Linked DNA regions of Mus musculus: region 2 is linked to region 1. Evidence: chromatin contacts called from public HiChIP or PLAC-seq data. All regions are on one chromosome and are shown on one strand. The core of a region is the stretch at or near the end of the contact, and the rest is flanking DNA. Distances in the headings are between cores, read along the strand shown. Region 1 holds the start of Mirt1 (myocardial infarction associated transcript 1). Region 2 has its middle 11 kb from the start of Gm30826.

The links. HiChIP or PLAC-seq counts read pairs in DNA pulled down with a chosen protein or histone mark.
Region 2: a contact with region 1 is called in an H3K27ac HiChIP or PLAC-seq map of double positive thymocytes, with 12 read pairs. The contact joins the enhancer-like site here to the promoter of Mirt1 in region 1. A contact is called at or near these places in 1 of 15 datasets of contacts at CTCF or cohesin (the NIH/3T3 cell line), 22 of 484 Hi-C or Micro-C datasets (CD4 T cells, CD8 T cells, CD8 central memory T cells and 16 more) and 10 of 115 datasets of contacts at active chromatin or transcription factors (CD8 T cells, the HPC-7 cell line, bone marrow-derived dendritic cells and 7 more).

What each region holds. Positions count from the first base shown.
Region 1 is chr19:53,463,316-53,466,966 of GRCm38.p6, reverse strand. Mirt1 (myocardial infarction associated transcript 1) reads left to right here and starts at 2,171. Exons shown (of 10, transcript NR_028427.1): 1 at 2,171-2,281; 2 at 3,475-3,651.
Region 2 is chr19:53,501,332-53,505,101 of GRCm38.p6, reverse strand. No RefSeq gene overlaps it. Among named protein-coding and RNA genes, the nearest start is that of Gm30826, 11 kb to the right of the region's middle. Within about 2 kb of position 2,066, at least 56 of the 459 cell types and tissues checked have an H3K27ac peak or open chromatin away from gene starts, as enhancers often do. A contact at or near this core is called in CD8 T cells, cerebellum, cerebral cortex and 3 more, where this site is marked.

The DNA.
Region 1 (3,651 bases), core at 922-3,421:
CCCTATATGTAAAAGTTCTCTTGACATGTCAGTCTTTCTTAAAGTCTCTTTCTCTCTCTTTCTTAAAGTCTCTCTCTCTCTCTCCCTCCCCCCCTCTCTCTGTCTTTCTGTGTAACACTGGCTGTCCTGGAACCTGCTATGTAGACTAAGCTAGGTTTGAACTCAGAGATCTGCCTGGGTGTGATCTGAGAAATTTCTGAGATGCCCTCAAGCCATCTTTTCTATAATTCCTTGCCAAAATGTAACATGAATGGCCTCTAGTTCTGTTCCCAATGCAATCTTCATTTCTGCCTGAACAATGAGTATAAAACTCTTCATTGTCTACATTTCCAACAGCACTCACAACTCTGAGCTTCTGCTGGAATTGCTCTGGGCTCTGAATTAAAGCATTCTAGACTTTCTCTAGCATGCTTCTCCAAATGCTGCTACATCTCTTAAACAAACTAATTCCAAAAGCTTAAGTACCACCTGTCCTAGATTAGTAACAGCAACAACCCCACTCCTGGTACTAATTTTCTACTTTTAGCATATTATTACAAAACCACCTGGACAGCAATTTAAGGGAGGAAAGATTTAATTTGGTTTATGGCTTTCAGGAGTCTGTGGTTTCTTAGTCCCCCACACACATGCAGAGCATCACGACAGCAGAAATACATGACAGAGAAGTTTCTTTACCTCATGATGGAGAAGTTTCTTTACCTCATGATGGACAGGAATCACATGACCCCAGTGACATATGTCTCTTACTAGGCCTCATCTTTTGAAATTTCCATTTCTCAAAACTGGGCCATCAGATGGAAATGTTTAACAAATCAGCCTTCTTGGGAAGGGGATATTTTGTATTCAAATCATAACATATATACTTGTCAAATGTGTTGTTTGGGGAGTAAGGATGAGGAGAACAGCATATCTTTGTTGCAGATGATGTGATCTATTTCCCACCTTTATTGCAGATGTAATCTGTTTCCCGAGTGATTTCAGTCTGTGTCTGGTTGAATACCGTGATCCAGAACACACAGACATGGAGGGTGGCCTATACTAATGACTTATCATCAACTTACAGATTCCATGCTTCACATCGACCGAACTTGTGCTTCATAGCTGCACAAGGGTTCTCTCTTTATATTCTGCAAATCTTTGGGGACAATGGGTGCAAAGGGTCCCCAACCCCCTCTCTTCAAAATACAGTTCTGCTGTGCTGACTTCCAGGTACTGAGGTACAAAAGGAAATTGTTCTGACCAATAGAAACCTTCTCACTGGCATGTACTGTTTATTGGTTTTTACCTAAGAGGTAGTTCTGGCCAAAAGATGCCCTGGAGGGATATTTGAGCATCGGGTCCAGGTGAATCCCTGATCCTTCCTCCATTTCTATTTTCCTATCAATAAAGTATGTGTGTGGTTTGGGTTAAACATGACATGTAGATGTCCCTCCTGCTTTGACATCCTAGGAATCAGCTGCCCTGCCTCGAAGACCTGGGAAGCAGCCCAGAAGCTAGGAGGTCATGTCTTAGAGGAATTAGGGGTCTGGCCCAAGTCCATCACTCTATGATCAAGCCTACCTTTAACCAGGCTACTGGGCTCCAGGGCTACTATGGTCTTAGCTCTTAAACAATGATGTCCTCCAACAGCAGGGTCATACAAATGGTCTACCCAGGCATGAGGAGGCTTAGAGTCTGTAGGAAAATGACAAATAATAATAATAAACTTATCAGAGCAATGCTCAGCCATTGAGTCATTCTCATGACAAAGTCATCTCCAAGGAGTGGGGTGCCCTTGCTGCAGCCCCACCTTAGAATTGTACCCATGGTTGCCCCGTCACACTCTTCCTGTGGTCATGTGAGGGTTTTTCTTGCAAAGAAAGCTACTCTGAGAAAGGAAATGAGAAGAGGGAAGGTATCTTGGGTCAGGGAGGCGAGCCTCTGTTATCCAGTCTCACCAGCCAGGATGAAAAAACTCATGGAAATGTGGTCTCGGTGATGGGTCAGTTCATTTACCTCAGGCTGAAAATAGGTGTGTTTCCCCCAGCAGGTGACTCAGCAGGCCCAAGGAGTTCCTCTAGTAAGAGGAAGTGGGGTGCTCAAGGGCCCTGATTTCCCCTAGGTGCCACAACAACAGGAAGGGGCTGATAACAGAACCGTTGCTTGCATTTCACAACTTCCTGGGCCAGCTGACTTTCTCATGCTCTCTTCCCACAAGCCAACAGTTCCAAAGCCGTGAGATTTCTGCTTCTGCCAACCTAGAGCTGAACGGTGCACCATCTCAGTGACAGCTTCCTTGCAGGTTTTAAAGAGCGGCATAAGGGAGCATGTCTCAGAGTGTGTATGTGTGTATGTGTGTGTGTGGGGGGGGGGGGGGGTGTCCATGTGTATGTACAGATCTGACTGGTCCGGGGGAAAAAGCAGGCTGTGTGTTGCCCATCCTGAGGGCTCCCTTGGCCTCTGACCTCCTTCCCTGACTCCCACCCACCCACATACACTGTGGACTGAGGAGGGCAGCTGCCTCTCTGATCCTGCGCTGGGCTGTTCTGTACTCTAGGGAATTCCACATACCCCCTTCTCCTTGCCCTGTGCTCTTCAGAAAGCAGCAGTCTTAAGGTACCAGGTACTTCTCTGAGGCTCACTGGAAGCTGAGAATCAAGGCAGCTCCTTGAGAACAGAGCCTCATCTCTGGCATCTGTCCAGTTAGGTTGGCATAATTACACGAGGCAATGAGGAACACGAGAGACCTAATGTATGCTCCTAACTCTGCCATTTCTTGCTATGTGACCTTGAACACAGCAATTCCCTCTGGTCTCTCATTTCTCCTCCTTCTCCCTATTTGTCTTTTCTGTACATAGGGGTCAAATCTAAGATATGGTACAATGATTTGCCACTAAACTAAACCACATGCCCAGACCTGTGTGTGTGTGTGTGTGTGTGTGTGTGTGTGTGTGTGTGTGTGTAGAGAGAGAGAGAGAGAGAGAGAGAGAGAGAGAGAGACTTGTTCTTGATATGAGCCCACCTAACCTTGAACTCAAGGTCCTCCTACCCCATCACTCGAGGGCTAGGATTATATCTATCTCTACTTATTTATTTTTTTCAAAAAATTAATTTAATTTTAGGCTGGGCCTGGTATCTATGTATACATTCCAGAAACAGAAAAACAACTATGGAAGACTAAAGAAACCCATGTAGAGGCTGAGGGATGGCTGGGCAAGTCAAGGCACTTACCTCTTACATTTGATAGCTTGAGTTCTATCTCTAGAGTCTAGGATGGATGGACTCTCAAAAGTTGGTCCTCTACGCTACACAGACCTAGAGCCACTGCATGTGTGCACATACTCCTCTCTGACACACACAATGATGATGATGGTGTTGATGAAGGTGATGATGATGATGGTGGTGGTGGTGGCCGTGATGATGACGATGTCATCCAGTAAGTCTTAGTACTGCCTTCTAACAAAACCTTCCACATTTCTTCACCTTTGTCTCTAGGCTGACCTACTTTGACCAATGACTTTCAGGATTGTCCTCCTCCAAGCCAACTGCCACATGTGAACGCTAGCCTGCTGGAAAGGGCACACGGAGAATAGTGGTGTCATGAGTGATAGCCCCAACCAGTGACCAGTTGAGTGATGGAAGCCACCTTCCACAGGCAAGCCAATGAACCAA
Region 2 (3,770 bases), core at 817-3,316, 38 kb before region 1:
CAGAAAACACATATGTAATTATCCCGAGCAAGGAATTCTGCTTCTAGGAGGTAAGCCAAGCAGGAGAACAAAGACCCACATATGTTTATTGCAACAATGTCTATGACATAGCAGAAACCAGAAACCATCCACACGTTCATCCTTTGGCAGGGTAGGCGACTGCTGCCCCAGCCGTGAGCACAGCTCTCTGTAGTGATCTACTGGATAACTGTAGGCTTGATGACAAGTGAGTTTTCAGAGAATATATATATATATATATATATATATATATATATATATATATATATATATGCATGAGTGTGTGTGTTTGTGTATATCAGGCATAGGTGTTAACAGTGAGAAACGCATGGCATAGTACTACGTGATGCTCCTTTCTGGAAACAACTAAAAAGCAAACAGAGAGCAGAGAATGTTTTCCAGGGAGGGGACACAGAGGTGGAAAGAGGGTTTTAAGCAGTGTGTCCTAGTACACTTAAACTCTTATCATGCGGATATATGCAATGTTAACAAAATTTAGAAATGGAAAAAGAGGGTAAGCTGGCTTGGTGTCCTGGAGTGTGCCTGTAATATCAATTTCCATGAGGTGGAGGCCAGAGGATAGAGAGTTCAGGGCCAGCTTAGCTATGTTATGGAGACTCTGTCTCACAAACAGACCAATATTTTTAAAAAGGAAGGAGGGGCAGATAAGTTATTTCTGTCCTGACCACTCCCTGTGTATTTCTAGAACATTCGTGTGATGCAGATATCGGCTCTGACCGTGACCTATGAAGAATGGAAATCTGCCACACACTTTTGGGAACCAACGAAGGATGTGTAAGCACAGATCTTGCCCGTATGTGTGCCTCCAAAAGACCCATGCGTCGTCTGTAAGGAAAGCCAGTCACCCAAACCCTGTATGGTCACTTGTAGCCTCCAGCAGCCCTCCTCAGGCTCCCTAGTGTGCTGCCTGTTTCTTCAGGCCTGTTCTGTGTCTGCAGTGTTTTCATACATCGTCTCTGCCTTTGCCTTCCTCTGTCTCCACAGCCCATGAGGTAGCCAGGCCACAGACGCATCCTAACAAACATTTGTTCTTCACATGGCTGCCAGAGTGAGCTGTCCAAACCCTAAGTAGTAAGGTTCAGTGCTTACGTCCTGACTAAACTGGGCATTGCTGTGCCTATATACCTATGATCCTAGAACTGGAGAGATGGAGGCAGGCTCACCTTCAGGTCTGAGGCTAGCCTGGGCTACTTAAGAAAGGCAATTCAGGTGGGGAATACCTGTAATATCAAGGCTTGCTTGAGAGGTGAAGACAGGAGGATCAAGAATCCAAAGTCACCTTTAGGAGTTAGAAGACAGCCTGGACTGCATGAGCAACTATTAGGAAGGAAGGAAGGAAGGAAGGAAGGAAGGGAGGGAGGGAGGGAGGGAGGGAGGGAGGGAGGGAGGGAGGGAGGGAGGAAGGAAAAGTTAAATTCTACCTCATAGATCATAGCTTTTACAATAAAAAACAAGCCCATTACTATGACAAAGATGCATGGTGGGCCCTGACCCACTTCTCTGTTATTACCCCACTGCCTAACATGTCTCTGCTCCAACCATCTTTGCCCTTTTCCTGCCCCAAAGTGTCTACATTCCTTATTCCTAGTAGTCGATTGGATCTTCCTGGTTCCTCTCATAACTGTACCTCACCATTCAGTTCTCCACCAAATGTCTCCTTTTCAGAGAGGCTTCCTTGGCTACACTGGTACAGAGGATGCCCCTCCCCTAAACCCAGCTGCCACTCCACCCCACCCCCACTGCCCAGACTTATTTTCTTCATGGTAGCTGTCACCTTCAATAGTTGCTTGGCTGACTTGGGCTCTGACCGCTTCCTACAGACCGTCAGTCTTGGAGGCACGGGGGCATTCCTGGTGTTCATCGCTCCTGTGCCTGACCTGTGCCTGGAGAGGGCCACTGCCAGGGTGGTAACCCCGTGTGGAGCACTCAGCAGGTGCTCCACGTTGGCAGACTCTCTGCTGTTTACTTGTGTGCCTCTGGGGAGAAGCCACGTGCTCTGCAGCTGGGAAGCAGGGCAAGCTGTGGGTAGCAACAGCAGCTTTGCTAGAAGTCTGTTGTTCCAAATTGTGCAGAAGCACACCCAGCGGGGGCTGTCTCCTGCCCACCTTCCGGTTCTGGGAAGCAACACATGTTCTTGAGAGAGACTCTCTCTAGAGAGAGGTTTGGCCAGGAGAATAGCCTAGTGCCTGGAAGGGCAGGGGAGATAGAGAAGAGGGGAGGGGAAGGGATGTTTTTGGGAGAGATGACCGTCTCGGAGAAAAGCTGAAAGACTGGACCAGAGGAGATGGGCATCAGGGAAGTAGTTACAGGCGGAATCCTCACCCCTGTGCCCAAACTCACTGTGTGCACCCAGAGGACAGAAATGGACGCTCATCATGATCATGGCATAGAGGGGATGAATGGGCTGTGTCCATTTCCAAACAAACCAGACTGCCTCAGACTGCCTTCTCTGACTTATTTACCTTCTAATGCAATCCCCCAGGTTTCCATTTCCCCACCTTCTCCCTCTTCCCTGCCCGTGACGAGGTCTAGCTATGTTACTAAGGTGGTCTTGAACCCCTGGGCTCAAGCAATCCTCTCAGCTCAGCTTCCCAGCTAGCTGAGACTGTAGGTATGTGCTGGCTTGCCCAGCTCGGGCAACTGCTCTTGGCACGTTCTTCTGGTTGAGGAACCTGGGTCCAGGGAGAGATCCCCCCAAGACCTCACTGTCAGCTAACAGGGCTTGGATGCAGAGTCTAATTTTTCTGCCACAATTTTGAGGCTCTTAAGACCTTCCCAGGATTTATTATTTTGGTTATCTCTGCCTTGTTTCCTTGTGGTTACCAGAAATAAACAACCACGAAGAAAAGAGTTGGTGCTGTGGGTTGGTTTGGGGACAATGGGGTTAGGAAGAAATAGGACCACTAAGGCCTGTGAAGGAATCTATAAGGACCACCCAGGAGAGGACAGAACCAGGCCTGATCTCAAACTGCTCTGTAGCCAGGCCTTGGCATGACTGGATCTCTACCCAGCTTGCGAGGCCTCAGCTCTAGAGAAGGACTTAGCAGGAACTGAATGGGGCTGTCCTTGGCACGGACTGTCCTCACCCTGGATTTGGGGCCTGGCCTGACTTCCCAGGGTCCAAACTGCAGGACAGTCCCAGCCTGTGGGTTTTGTTTGTTTGTTTGTTTTCTGGAAAGTCAAATACCCTGGGAGAAGCATCTGATTCAGGACAGACTTGGAGCCACTTCTCCAAGATGCCAGGCTGGGGGACCAGACTGGTAGTGTTGGCAGTCTTAACCTTTGTTCTCTTCTTTTCCTGACCCGCATGTGCGCAGCCTCCACATTCTCTCTAATCCTTTGACTGGAGATGGGCGTGGTGGGGTGGGGGTGGTGTGGCTTTTCTCCTAGAATCTGCAGAGAGGCCATGTGGCAATCTCTATGTCCCACTAAAAAAAAATGTATGGGTGCACTGGGAGGTGTGGTGCACACCTTTAATCCCAGCACTTGGTAGGCAGAGGCAGGTAGATCTCTGTAAGTTCAAGGCCAGCCAGAGCTACACAGCGAGCCACCCCCTCCAAAAAAAGCTACTGACTACGCCTCAGGAGCTGAGACAGACACAGGAAGCAACACGAATTGAAGGAGGGGAGAAACACACCATCTAGGCTGGAGGCTGGGCCTGGCAGAGGCTGGCTGGGGTAGAGAGGTTAAGAACTGGGTGTCAGCCGGGCGGTGGTGGCGCACCCCTTTAA